Linked DNA regions of Pan troglodytes: region 1 is linked to region 2. Evidence: chromatin contacts called from public HiChIP or PLAC-seq data. All regions are on one chromosome and are shown on one strand. Each heading gives the region's core, a stretch centred on a gene start, on an enhancer-like site or on the middle of the called end of the contact. The rest is flanking DNA. Distances are from core to core; before and after follow the strand shown.

Region 1 (7,176 bases), core at 2,886-5,385, 940 kb before region 2:
TTCTGGGTCACAAATTCTACTAAGTGTAGCACTGACTTTGTTGCTTGTCTTTCTTCTTTCCCCCTTTCCCCCAGCCTTCTCCTCCTCTATCCTTTTTTGAGCAGCAAGAATCCTACCCCTTTGGGATGGTTTTATAAAATATAACTATAGGACAATGGATTACATTGTCTTCTATGTGTCCCTTTATATGTGAACACAGCAGATGGTTCTTCTCACTTTGATATTATCCTTAATATTTAGTTTTACTTACAAAATTGTGCAACAATATGAAGTACAGTATCTCTTATTTGCTGCCAGTCTTTCTCAGAGAAAGCACATTTGCCCTCTTGTAAAAGAGGGGGTATGTTAAGTGTGAGAGAGTAGACAGATCTCATTCACGAACACAAACATAGGGTTAAACTAGCAGGTGAACAGTGTGAAGTGTGTGTGTGTGTGTGTGTGTGTGTATGTGTGTGTGATTTTCCAGGTTAGGGATCCAGAAAAACTTGCCCTAGTTAAGGATTCACCAGCTACTATATTTCTTTAGAAAACTTGCTTTAATATTACATGTACAATTCCTGTGAATTGCCAGATTTATGTAAAGATTGACAGGGAGAAATTCTTCAGTCTTCTATCAGGATAGAGCTCTGCTCCAGGGAACGCTTATGCAAATCTTGCAGATTTTCTTGCTGGAGTGTTAGATGGATGAAAAGAAACTAGTCAAGAGTTTGAACCTGGGAAACGCAAAGAATTTTGGGAAGGAGGACTGATTGTAGTTTTGATTTGAATTTGACACAGGTGACTTTTCTTCAACAACTTCTCTGAGAAGGATGAAAATCAGGTTAAATGAGGCTATATAAGTGAAAGAGTTTATAAATAGGATTGATTTATGTGAAGGGAAGTCATGCACAAACAATAGTTACTTTAGATGTTTCAATGTAAAATAGTCATCGTCTTGACTAAAGTGAAGAATCTGTTTTTTTAGGAAGTCTTTCCCAATGCTTGATCAATCTGAGTTGTCAGGTGCCTACACCAACTTCACAAATAAACCAAGTATATTTCTGCATTTTTCTTTTCCAGTTGGAGAGTGGCCTTTAAATACTTTATTGAAATACAATATATCCAGCAGGGCTGGATTTGTGGGTATGAGCTTGTGCAAGCTTCTTTTCCTAAAATCAGAGCACAGACTATTCATTCTCAGCAGACTACTCTACCTAAAGTATTTAGATTGCTTTTGCTAGCTGTAAGCCTTCTTCTTCTTCTTTTTTTTAATGGAGAGTAGCTATGCTTCATTTTAAAAATGTCAATTCTAGTATAAACACAGCACTCTTCATATTGAGAGCTTTTGAACCCTGCTCCTGAACAGAAATACAAAGGAAACCCTTGAAAGCAAAGCAGATGTTGTACTGGCTATATCTAGGCCTTGATTTGTTTATAGTTTAAAAATCCATGGGAAAATAATGATCAAAGGCAGGGTGTAATTCATAGAGAAAATTGTAAGACGACTTCATCTGGCTAGATTCTGTAAAGAGTCTTTGATTCAAATGGTTCACACAAAGAAAAAATGTCCCATAGGTTCAGAGTTCTTTCTGGCAATAAACTTCCAGTGTAAACAGGAAGGCTCTTGGACCTCTTACAAATTTTAGAAACAAATGATACTCATTGCCTTGCACTCAATAATTTTGACTTTGAGACAAGAGTTGGAATGGTTAATAAAAAGTTCCAATTCTAAGTTCAATATGAAGTTTATTTGCCATTACCATAATATTTATTTGTGTGCGCAGCAGTTTATTGAAAGAATGTGAAGGACACATGCTATTTAGTATATTTAATACTAACTAAAATCCTATAATTCTAAAGAACTTGACTATTATATAATCAGTACCAAAGAAGAGAACTAGGAACTCCAATCCTTTATGCTGATTGATACTGTGTAGCAGAAATATTAAACAATTACCCCAAAGTTAGAATAATGTAATTTTCATTATAATTTAGAAAAAGGGGCTAGTGAAACTTTTTTAGCAAAATTGATGATTTTTTATGATTAAAAGTGTAATTTGAGTAATTTTCAATGGACACAAATGCACATAGAATTAATTGAAGTAATGGGGAAATCAATAGTAGATGCACAACAGTTTAAATAATAATTGTAACAATTATTATTTTAAAAGAAACTTCCTCAGCAGGATGAGAAAGAATATATATATATAAGAATATTATATATATTCTTTCTCATATGTATATGTATATACATATATATATATATACACACACACACACATATATATATATAATTTGAAGGGGGAGTGCCTGAGTGATAGTACACACTTTTCTATCTTTAAAGCCCATTTAAGATCTGGGGAAAAAGGTATGTCTCTGAACCAGTTTGAGTGGATTTTTCCAAATGAAACCTCAAATAGCATTTATATTTAAGCCCTAACAAACACTTGGGAAGATTTGAAGTTAAAAGCAAATTGTGGTGGGGGTACAGCACAGGTTTTGTGGTTTGGTTTGGTTTTGCTTTTTAAATAAACACAGTCCACACAAACCCATCTGCCTTCACCTGGAAGGACCAGTTCTTTAATTTAAAAAAACGCTTTGGCTTCGGTTTCACTGGGAAACTAAAGCTAGAGCCCCTAAACTTTTCTCTCCGCAGATCGGGTGAGCTGGGGAGGGTGCTCATCCACTTCATTGCAGGGGGGAAGTACAGCCTGGAACCCCTCTTTCGGGATACTGTCATTTGCCCCTTCTTCCCATCTCTTACTCTATCCTCAGAACCAGTATGAGAGTTTTCTGGGGCTAAGGCAAGGGGCAGTGGGGTCAGGCGCTGGAAGGACTGGTTTGCAAAGAGATAAGCTTTGGAATGAAGCCGCACAGCTGAAAACTCGCGGCAAGACATGCTCGCGCTGTGGCGAGTCAGTTCGAGAAGCATTTATCCCTACTCCCCTTAGCTTTCTGAGCAGCATTTGCAGTCAGGTGCAAACAGATCGCATATTTGGCGCAAAGAGCCCTGAGGATGAGGGACGTGGGATCATTCCCCGGTTTCCCCCGGGCCAGGTGCTAGGTAGTTTGAGGAGGAACTGTTCTCCAGTTCTCAACGCCTGCAAAGGCGGCTATAGGTGGCAAGCGGAGCTGTCCAGCACTAGTGAGGAGCCAGCGGAGCCGGGAGCCCCGCGCACCCCGCCCGGCTGAGGCTCAGCAACAGTGCTGTCTTGTCAGAGCAGACGCTGTCCTCACTGCCGCCCCGTTCTGGGCTCGCTCCGCGCCCACACGGCCTCGCACGAGGCGGGGAACACAAGTCCCCAGGAGCTGCTCCAGCAGGATGGGCGCCAAAATGTTGCCCCTGTCCTTCCCTTCCCCTGAAAGCGTCTCCTCTGGAGTGGGCTGGCTGGACGCTTGGCCTTTCCCTTTTGCCTCGGAACTTCCTAAATAAACTCGGAGAAAGGACAACATGGACCCTAACCCCCACTTCACACTGTCAGGTTTCCCCAAGGTGGCTCCAGGGGGAGGCCTCTCGCCCCCCAGCCCCGAGCCCTTCTCCCCACCAGCGCCGCCGGGACCCATCTGCTCCCGAGGGCCGAGGATAAGGCGTTTGGGGTTGGGGCCCTCAGTCCGACCCGAGCTCCTGTGCGCACCTCCTCGCAGCAGGGAGGGCGCGCAGAGGACAGCAACGAAGTGTCCTCGTTGCTCCTGAAACGTGGCGACAGGCGAGGCAGAGACTCCCAATGAGTATGATGGCGACACGTGATTCCCGCGGAGGGAGAGCATGGGGGTGCGGGGCGGGGGGATAAAGGGAGAAGGAGGGAGGCGGGCAGCAAGTGGAGAGAGGCGGGAGCAGAGAGGGAAAGGGGGCGAGATAGGCGCGCAGGCGGCAGAAGCCTCTGCCTCCCCTTCTGCTTGGGCCGCAGCCCTCCCCGCCCCGCCGACCGCGGTCACACACTCTCGGAGCCTCCCCGTGAGCGGGAGCGCGGCGCACGGCGATGCGCCGAGGCGGGCGCTGAGGCGGCGCCGCGCGAGCAGCAGCAGAGGCGGCGGCGGCCCCCAGCCCAGCCCGGCGCCGCCGCCGAGCCCGGGCCCCAAGGTGCGGCGGCGCCCCAAGTTCCCGCCATGAGCAGCCGGCTCGGGGGACTCCGCGGCCCCGGGGACTCCCGCCCCGCCGGGCGCGACCGCAGCGCCCCGCGGCCCCGACGCGCTTAACGTTGTCGCTTGCCGGTCCCGCCACCGCCGCCTCCGCCGCCGCTCGCGTCCTCGCCGCCACCGCCTCGGCCGCTGCAGCTCCGCCGGCAGCATGTCTCGAAGGAAGATTTCCTCCGAGTCCTTTAGCTCCCTGGGCTCCGACTACCTGGAGACCAGCCCGGAGGAGGAGGGGGAGTGCCCCCTGTCTAGGCTCTGCTGGAATGGCAGCCGGAGCCCGCCCGGGCCGCTGGAGCCCAGCCCGGCCGCCGCTGCCGCTGCCGCTGCCGCTGCCGCCGCCCCGGCCCCGACCCCGGCTGCTTCTGCCGCCGCCGCCGCCGCCACTGCCGGGGCCAGGAGGGTGCAGCGCCGAAGGCGGGTCAACCTGGATTCGCTGGGCGAGAGCATCAGCCGCCTGACGGCGCCCTCGGTGAGCGGGGGTCGGAAGGGGGGACCGCCTTCGGGAGAGAGAACGCGGATCGGTAAAGTTGGCGCTGGGCGAGCCGGGGCGCGAGCGCAGAGCCCGACCGCTGGGGGGCGGCCCGGCCTCACCCTGCCCGGCCTAGGGTTCCAGTGGCTCCAGGCGACAGAGGATCCCCTAGGCTAGGGCGGAAGAGGGGACTACAGCACTGGGAAGGAATAAGATTCCACTCCTTTGGGGTATCCTGATTCGGGGGCCTGTCTGCCCACCTCTAGCCTTGAACCCTACTTCACCACTGTTCCCCCTGGACAGCCCCGGTGCTGCTTCACACCCACCTGTTTTCTTTCCCCTAAACTTTCCCAGGCACTCTGTTCTGCAGTTCAGCTTCCCTGTCTTTCATCCTGTTCTCCAGCATCCCTAAGGAGCCCCAACCCCTTCCAGGAAACCCTTCCTCTCCTTATTTCCCACACTCTCTTGGTCTTAGCGTGACCTTCTCTGACATCTTTGAATTCCACAGGCTATCTGCATTCTATGTTGCATCCTTTTTCTCACATCTTCAGATACTTTTTGCCAGATACTTTTCTGAGTTGCCTTCTGTTCAAGTAATCTCTAATCTCGAGTTGTCCTCACCCCGTAGCTTTTTTTCTTTTTCTTTATTATCCACTAGGCATTTATTCTTCTCTGGGTAAACCTGGTGTCTGGATTTCTTTTTTAAAAAATTTAATTTAATTTAAAGTCCCGGGTTACATGTGCAGGATGTGCAGATTTGTTACATAGGTACCAAACGTGTGCCATGGTGGTTTGCTGCACCTACTAACTCATCACCTAGGTATTAAGCTTCGCATGCATTAGCTATTTAAACCGCTCTGTACTTCTTGCACCTGTACCTCATCCTTTACTCTCTCCTCAATGGATTCTCTAGTGCTTTCTCTCTCACATTAGCTATTTAAACCGCTCTGTACTTCTTGCACCTGTACCTCATCCTTTAGTCTCTCCTCAATGGATTCTCTAGTGCTTTCTGTCTCACATTAGCTATTTAAACCGCTCTGTACTTCTTGCACCTGTACCTCATCCTTTACTCTCTCTTCAATTGATTCTCTAGTGCTTTCTCTCTCATTTTTTGATGGCTTCTTTATATTAGGCCCTTCCTAAATATTTGTGGAATGAATAAATGCCTCTCCAAACTTGTGGTCATCTTGGGATGTCTGTATCAGCAGTTTCAGGTGTACACCAAACTCCCCCTGGTTGTAGGCATCCTTCCAGAGTACTCCTGCCTTATTCCTGCCCAGGCATTTCAGCTACCCTTGGCTTTTACCTCTTGCAGGAATGCCAGACCTCTGATCCAATCTTACCCTGTCTGGGAGAGCTCTGTTTTGAAGAAATCCACTCTGTTGCAGACAGAATTTGAAAAAGATTCAGCGTCAAACCTCCACCCATCTTTTATCCTCACCCTGACCTTGGATACAAGAGCTTTAGCTCCTCCTGACAGCACTTTCACCTGTCCACCCCTAGGAATTTTACTTTTTTAAAGTTTCCGAAATGAATCTGAACACTGATCTTGTTTGATTACTGTTGAGTCTCTCTTTTGAGATTACTACTGCAAATGATGGTAGGGGGGACCTAAGAAGGAGTGGAACCCTGAGGGGACTGAGTACGGGTACCAGACAGGTCTACAAATATTCGTGTGGCACTTGTATTAATGGAGAATGATTTTTTTCTTTTACGAGACCTGATTGAAGATGTATAAATCACTTATTACATTATTTATTTTGAACTAATTTAATTCTTAGGAACACATATTGAGAAACAGTCATCCTCCTATTCTTGTGTATTTTCGTATTTGATATATCTTTCTGCCACTTTTTCTTTCATCATTAACCTAGAAAACAATCCTCAGAATAGATTGGCTACTGTTTGCTGTTCTTCCCTGCCAATATTTCCCAGGCAGCGTAATTTTATAAACGATTTGATGTTGCAAATTGTTGAAAATATTTGTTTACAACAGGAGTCCAATGACCCCGAGCGTCTGTAGGCTTGTGTCAGTACTTAAAGCAACATTTGTGCAATAAAATAGTTATTTAGTACAACAGATTCTTATTTAATGAAATGATTTTGCTAAAGATAATGATTAGTTTGGGGAGAATTGTTGATATAACCTTGGAGGTTTTTTTTTTTTTTTTTGCCTAAGAATTTACAGATTTCTAAAAAGTAATGTCAATGCCTCTGATAATGCTAATTTAAGCTAAGACTATTTTCAACAACTTACATGAGGAGTAGATAAAAGAAACTGAGAAATGCAGTATTTTCTGCCAGAATAAGAGGAAGGAAATAGTCTCTGATGGTTACTTTTATAAGTTAAATTTGAATGACTGGCTTTTTGCTGGATGAAAAGAATGTATCCAGAGAATGGTTTTCAGAATAAGCAATTTGAAAATAATTGTGATGATCAAATAAATGCAACAGCTCTATATACTTTCCATGCCATAGTTCTTTTCTATTATGAAAAGGGTCTGTCAGGTGGACGCTGAGAACATACAGGTGAATATACTGTAAACATTTTCAACATAACACATGTATAGAAAAATTCTCCTTGGTTAACCATA
Region 2 (7,407 bases), core at 1,852-4,351:
AAATGTTAGTGATGATGACAAATATACAGCAGTTAAGAGAACCTGTATTTAGTATGTATTAAATTGCCTGGGTACATTCAACTTCACCACAAATGTTAGTGGTCCTTAAAGCCACCACTAACAAATTTCTAAGGCAATATATAAGCAACTTAAATATTTTAATAATGCTTGCTCCTCATTTTTACTTACATAAATGGGCTAAAAAGAGCTGTATTTAGATACAGAACAAAGAGTCGCCCGTTGGTATCCACTGGGGACTGGTTCCAGAACCCTCCTCAGATACCAAAATCTGCGCATGCGGCCCTATGGAACCTGCATATATGAAGTCAGCCCTCCATATCCTCAGGTTTCATATCCTGCAAATACTGAATCTTGATACACGTTTGATTGTGGATGCAGAATCTATGGGGACAGAGGGCCAACTACTGAAAAAAATTCACATGAGTAGACCCATGTAGTTCAAACTTGTGTTGTTCATGTGTCAACTGTATATGTTATCTCTACATAAGGACTACAATGTACTTTACTATTCAGATTCTTTTTTTAAAAACAATTAACTGAAAAATTGTGGTTAATGTTTAAGTGAAATAAATTGAAGTATAATTCAAAAAAAATTTCACTTAATATTTCACTTTACCTCTAGGCAAAGTTATGGATCCCCAGTAACGGATAATCTATTATTTATGTGTAAGTCTGTAAATATTCATGGAAATATACCCTTTTCAGATTTATGCTCTCCATTACCTTTGCGTACTAAGCACATTTTCCCTAAACTGAAATATCTCTAATACATCTCCTGGCCTGAGATTACTCAATAGCAATAGAACTGAGGCATCGAGACACTTAACTGCCATACTAGAAAAATGCAACGTTACCTGGAAAACTAGTCTTCATTATATCAATTCCAACTTGCAGCTCAGGTTCAGCAGCAAGCACTGCATAGTCTCCTTGATGAGAGATGTTAAAGTTGAAATTCGGGTAAGGATTCGATGAGTCCTTTGCAAGAACTGGTTTTCCTTTTGCAGTTCTTTGCAAACGAATATGATTCCAAGGGATATTCAATTTCTCTGCAACTAATTTCCTTATCATCAGACGACCAGCCTGTTAAGTACATAAAACATTTGGTATGTACTGATGTCTACCAAAGATACAAGCACACTGTGTGCAATAGTACTTTTTTTTGGTTTCTAAAATTTTCATTTTTAAAACTTTTCAAAATACTTAAGTATTAAACACACGTTAATTAAGACTTAAGCAATGCTTAAGTAGATAAAAAGTTAAAGCCCGCCTTAGCAATTCCCTCTCCTTTGCTAGTGACCAAAGTTAACAGCTGGCATCCTGTCAGTCTTTTCTGTATTTAAATATATGTGCATTTACATGTTTTTGCTAACTCTACATATAAACACAAACATGAGATTATACTTATGCAGTATTCTACCACATATAAGCTTTAAATTTATAAGTATTGGGAAGTATTTTATGTCTGTACACACACGTCTGGTCCATGCAGTTTTAACTGTAGCATATTTCATAATATTATTTCCCCTTTATTGGACATTTTAGGCTGGCTCTAGACTTGCTGTCAAAAACAACTCTGCAGTGAGCAACCCTACTGTACCTACATCTGTGCATATGTATTTCTAGATCCCATATATTGATCACCCAGCTTCAACAATTAGCAAGGCATGACCTATCTTGTTCTGCTCTCTCCCACCTCCAATTATTATTTTTAAAATAATTACTAAAAACACACACACACAAAAACAAGAATATAAGATGACAAAGTATATATTTTTTAAAATATCTTTCAGGTTTTTTTCTTCTTCAATTCTAACACTGACTTTTAAAAACTGCAGGCTTTTAAATGTAGCTTATTTTACAATTCCTTACAAATGATAAGTAAGTGTAAAAAATTTTCACCAATGTGCCTTAAAAATTACCAACTAGTCTACATTTCAAACAGAAAGTGTTTCAATATGGGACATTTTTAAGAAAGGACTGTCTTTTAAATGATGGTAATTCACGGTTGTTTCAAATTGCACCATATTGTACAGATTACTTGTTTTGAAATCCAGTTTTCCATTTGTTGCTTCAAAATACATAGCTAAAATAAATAAATCTACGTAAAATACCGTTTCCCATGGCATCTAGTGAGGAAGGTATCCTCTCTGGCTTCAATTTCATTGGCTTCAATCCCGGTGAGCGCAGGGCTACAAACTAAATCATACTGTCAATAATTTCTAGGGCCTACCACGTGCAGGGAGTCCTTGGAGAATGATGGGATATTTAACAGGCAGAATAAGCATGGGCTATGAACCCACGCAAACAAAAAAAATAACATTTAAAGATAAAGACATAAAAACATTCATTACAGAAAAACCCAATTTTGTCGGCCTTCCCTACACTTACTTCATGGTTTAGGAGGGTCTCCATTTGAAATAACAAGGGGAAAGAGATAATGTTTACAGCCATCGCGGCCTCCAAGGCGGTTACAAAGGCCGTGGAAACCAGGCCGTGCGTCGCCCGCAACTCCGCAGCGCCGGCTGCTGTCGCCCGGGCCGGCCACAGGCTCCACAGCGAGAGGGTCGCCGCCAGCGCGGGAGTGTCGGGTCTCCACAGCCCGGCCCGCCTCCCCCAAGATCTGCTTCCTAGGCTCTAAATACAAAAAAAGACCTGTAGTACCATGGCTGCCTTAGCGTCCCGGGCAAAGACGAACTGGCCAATGCGCTCCTTCTCCTCGGGCTGAATCGATCGCACTGCCAGCAGCCATTCGGCTCGGCTCGGCAGCCAAGTGCCGCAGGAAAAGGCCCAGCGCACGCCCTCCATGGATGGCACCAAGCAGAACCGTTTGGCAGGGAAAACCATACACTGAAATCGGACCTCGCCGCTATCTCGGGCCTGATGGCGCGGACGCAAACGTGGCCCCACCCCCTTCTTCCCGGCGTCCGTGCGCAGGGGACGGGACGTCGCTACGCAGACTGGCCCACCGACAGCCCTGCCAGCCCGCCCCCAACTCAGCCACCTCCTCTCGGAGAAAGCAGCTGGGGGCGGAGACGGAGATCAGCCCTGCGCTTTGCGGCATTGTATGACGTCAAGTAGGCGAGGCTTCGGCGGAGGCGAGCGAAGGGCGGGACCAAGGCCAAGAGCCCGACAGTTACGCCACTCACACTTGCGGAAGAGTTAACGGGACAGCGGTGCAGGCCAATCGCAACCAGTCCTCTGGAGGCAGGGAGACTGGGGTGGAGACTTCGGAGACTGCAGTTGCAGGTGGGTGAGCTCCGGGGTCTGAGGGAGGAGTGGGATGGTAGCCCTTATTCTCGGGGTCTGAGTTGGCCCCTGTGACCCACAGAGAAGAGAATGTCCTTGGCTTCAGCTGCTTCGTGTACGGGGCACGAGAGGTTTCCATCTCTAGGAGGGGGTCTGCAGTGGTGCCCCCTGCAGTTGTGCAACGTATCAGCCCTGAGTTGCTTCTTTCCCTGCCCCCATCCGCATCAGCCTAAGACCCACCCTCACACAGTACGCTCCCGACCCTTAGCAGCAGCCTACCTGAAACCCTCCCTCCGAAGGCCGAGCAGAGGCACTATCCCCAGTGCGCAACACCGACCCCGCCTGGATCCGAGGCTGCCAGCGAGCAGCTGAGCTAATGCTGGCTGTTTATTTGGGGCGATGAAGCGACCCAGGTGCTGTTTTGCTATTGCCAAGCCTGGGCTAGAGCACTAGCGAGAAAACAGGATTCCATTGTTGAGGCATCAGTGTTTCCATCATGACAGAGGTCCTTGCTCTAACAGCAGCAGAAACAAGTAAATAACTTTGCTCAGTTATTTTCTCAGACTTTGCGAAGGGTCATATTGATGTATGTCTGTTTCCTTAGTTGTTCCGTGTAGGCTGTTGTTGACTCTCGTATGAAAGCCCACGCGATCCAAGTGCCCTGCAGGTTTTGGTCCAGGGAAAAGTTGGTCTCTGCAGATGACTGTAAATGACTACCTGGAGGTCGATTAAAGTGCGGTACTGCGGGATTCAGCCGATTTCCTTCTTCCTCTGACTGTCCGGAAATATCAGCCAAAGGCCAGCGGTAGTAATTAACACAATTACCTGCCTATGATTTCTGTCCTATTTAAGATGGGTTCTATTATGTTTTTATCTATACTTGTCTTCATTAACTTTTCGTGATATCATAAGCCCCCCGAATCCCTCGAAAGTAGATGGGATTCTGAGCACACACACACACAAATTCAGATCCCCAAAGGACAGTAAAACGAATTATTGGCTTAATATATCATCTTAGCTAACCAAAAGCCTGTGTCAGCTGCCATATTGAAAATCTGCTTGCCAGCTGCAGGGAGCTTACAATCTGGTAAGGCAAATAAATCATACGCATAAAAAGTACAATAAGAGACAGTGTAAAGATATGTAAGTGATACTAATACCCATATCAGCAATGATCATAACTCGCTTCTCCATTTTTAACTAAGAATCATATAACCTTTCCTTCTTGTCGTTTTAAACTGATTTTTATAACTTTGATACATTACGTTTCTGTTTCCAAAACACTTCTGTGTACGTTATTGCACATGTTCTGTGCACTAGTTATTACTGATGGAGACAATGAGCTCAGAAAGAGAATTTGTTTAAATTCAGGAATTCATATCCCATTATTTTACCATCGAGCAAGATCTCTGTGTATTAGATCTATGGAGCCTAATACACAGACAGTAACGTAGGGATTATTTGTACTTGGTCTAGAATCTAGAATATTCTCCCCTTCTCCCATTATCACATTCCTTGTTTCCTCTGTATCATTCAGGCTCAAATCTCATACCAAACAGAATGTCTCTGTTCACCTAGTCTAAAATAGCTTACTCTCTCCACTTCCAAACCTCAGCCCCAAACCTATCACCCTGTGAACATATTTTATAGGTTTGTTTAATCCCCTTCCCTGTGTGGTTTTACAAATTCTCCAGAGCTTAGCTTAAACCTTCTCTTACGGCCTACTTCAGAGTACCTTTTTCCAAAACAGTATTGTTTATGTAATTCATTTGGCAGTTATTCTAGTATTGCCTTATGACGTCTCTCCTATTGTCCTGAATTATTTTCATGTGTGTTATCTTGCAAAATAGAATGTACAGTACTTGAGAGGGAATGTCATGTATACCTTTTACAAATAGTATACATGAGTAAATGTTATTAATGACTCCACAATAGATTTATTACTGTCAAGGGTAACACTGCTTTTTATATTCTATCTGCCTTTACTTCCCTCACTTTTATTAAGGAAATATAAATATGCAGTTCATAACTTGCTTAACTATATTAAATGAACCCAACAATTTTATTAAAATATTTTTTACTGCATTGGTCAGGGGAAGAAGAGGACTAAAGTAATAGGGGCTCACTCAGTCTGTAATGATCATCTTGCTTGGTGCTGATCTGTGGCTTCTTAGCAGGATTCTGAGGGACTCGTATTCTATTTCCAGCTCTACCACCAATTGTCTGTGTGACATTGGTCACACAGGATCCTATGCGTGACATAACCTCTTCCAGGTATTAATTTCAATGGAAAGGCATCGGATGAGATCATCTCTAAGTCTAGGTGTTTTTTAGATATACTCACTAACTTTTTATTGGGTCACAAACTTTATTCTACCTCAAACCCTTCTTTTTTCCCCCAAGACTTATTTGAATAGCTCCATAATTCTACCAGTTTCTCAAGGAAGAAACCATGATGCTGCTCTTCTTTGACTCCCTATATCCAATCCATCTCCAAGTGTTTTTGGCTCTATTTCTAAAATACAGAAAAATCCATTTATTTCTCTTTATTCCCACTGTTAACAATCTAGTATAACCCACCATCATTTTTCATCTGAAATACTAATCAGTTTTCTAGCCTGCCTGAGAAAGGGGAGCACTCTCTTCCAATGTCTTCTATGCCATAAGCACAACTTGCTTTCAGAGCTAAATCTAGAAATCTATGCCCTTAATTCTTATGTTACATTGCCCTCTAATTAGACTGAGAAGGAGAGGCCAGCAAGGTAGGAAACCTGAAGAATGTTGTGGCACAGAAACTAAAAGACGAGTGTTTCAAGGACTAGTTAACAGTGTGAATTATCCTAAGAGGTGAAATAAGATGAGGAGAGAGAAGTGAGAATTTAGCTTCAAGATGGTAGTGTGGTGACATTGACAAGGGCAGTTTTAATGGAGTAAAAGAAAGGAATTTTATTGTAGTGGGTTGAGACGATAAATGGAGGTGATGCTACCACAGAGTGTCCTTTAAAGAAGTTTTTCTGGATTTAGGAAGTAGAAAAATGGAATGGTAGCTAGAGGGAATAAAAGGTCAAAGGACAGATTTTTGTTTGATGTTTGTTTAAAGGTGGAAGATACTAGAATTTGCATGCTAATGGAAAATGTCTAGTAGGGTGGGAGAAGCTCTTAATGTATGAGAAGGAAGGGGTATGTGTGTGTGGGGGGGTGTTCAGCATTCTAAAGTAGACTCCAGGGTAGAGGACCTTGTCTGTGTTGTTTTTAGCTGTATTTCTAGTATCTAGAATAGTACCTGCCACAATATTTGTTACTCCATAAACTAATATTTGTTGAATAAATGAATGACTTGGACCCTACTTCTCTTACCTCCTTTCAATTCATTCTTATTAGCTAGAAAAATATTTTTTAAAATAATGATGTCACGTCACTGTCCAATTTAAAGTAATCAGTCGTTCCTATTTCACTTAGAATAAAATCCCAGCTCCTGTGACCCATAGCATCCTGACTGAGGTAGCAACTGCCTTCTGCAGCCCTATCTCCTGACCCTCTTCCTTTCATTAACTACTCCAGCCACACTGGCCGCCTTTAATTTACTAAAACTGAAGGACTCCTTTACCCCTGTAGGGCTTTATATGTGATTTCTCTCACTAACCCCTTACCTTCTTATCATTCAATTCTCAAATGACACTTCAGAAAGGCTTTCCCTAATATTGTAGTGGCTGAAAGCAAGGGCTCTTGAGCCAAACTGAGTTCACATACCAACTCCCTGCTTACTTGCTATATGATCTTAGCCAAATTACTTAAATTATCAAAGCCTGTTTTCTCTGTTTGTAAAATAAAGATAAGTATCTACTTTATCCAGTTTTTTTTTTTTGAAGATTAAAAGAATATGTGTAAAACATATAGCATGGGATCAGGCATGGTGGCTCATGCCTGTAGTCAACAGCACTTTGGGAGGCTGAGGCATGAGGATCACTTAAGGCCAGGAGTTTGAGACCAACTTGGGTAACATAGTGAGATCCCATCTCTAAATAAAAAAAATAAAAAAATAAATAAATAAAAAGCTGAGTGTGCTAATGCACGCCTGTAAATCCCAGCTACTCAGGAGGATGAAGTGGGAGGACTGCTTGAGCCCAGGAGGTTGAGGCT

What was found. HiChIP or PLAC-seq counts read pairs in DNA pulled down with a chosen protein or histone mark.
Region 1: a contact with region 2 is called in an H3K4me3 HiChIP or PLAC-seq map of stem cell-derived excitatory neurons, with 8 times the contacts expected there. The contact joins the promoter of GUCY1A2 here to the promoter of AASDHPPT in region 2. A contact is called at or near these places in 1 of 7 Hi-C or Micro-C datasets (stem cell-derived neural progenitor cells) and 1 of 1 datasets of contacts at active chromatin or transcription factors (stem cell-derived excitatory neurons).

What each region holds. Positions count from the first base shown.
Region 1 is chr9:109,010,482-109,017,657 of NHGRI_mPanTro3-v2.0_pri, reverse strand. It overlaps GUCY1A2 (guanylate cyclase 1 soluble subunit alpha 2), which reads left to right and starts at 4,135. Exons shown (of 8, transcript XM_522169.8): 1 at 4,135-4,582. The coding sequence starts at 4,268.
Region 2 is chr9:108,067,565-108,074,971 of NHGRI_mPanTro3-v2.0_pri, reverse strand. AASDHPPT (aminoadipate-semialdehyde dehydrogenase-phosphopantetheinyl transferase) reads right to left here and starts at 3,101. Exons shown (of 6, transcript XM_508734.8): 1 at 2,683-3,101; 2 at 876-1,101. The coding sequence starts at 2,865. KBTBD3 (kelch repeat and BTB domain containing 3) reads left to right here and starts at 3,110. Exons shown (of 4, transcript XM_063784487.1): 1 at 3,110-3,267; 2 at 3,872-4,354.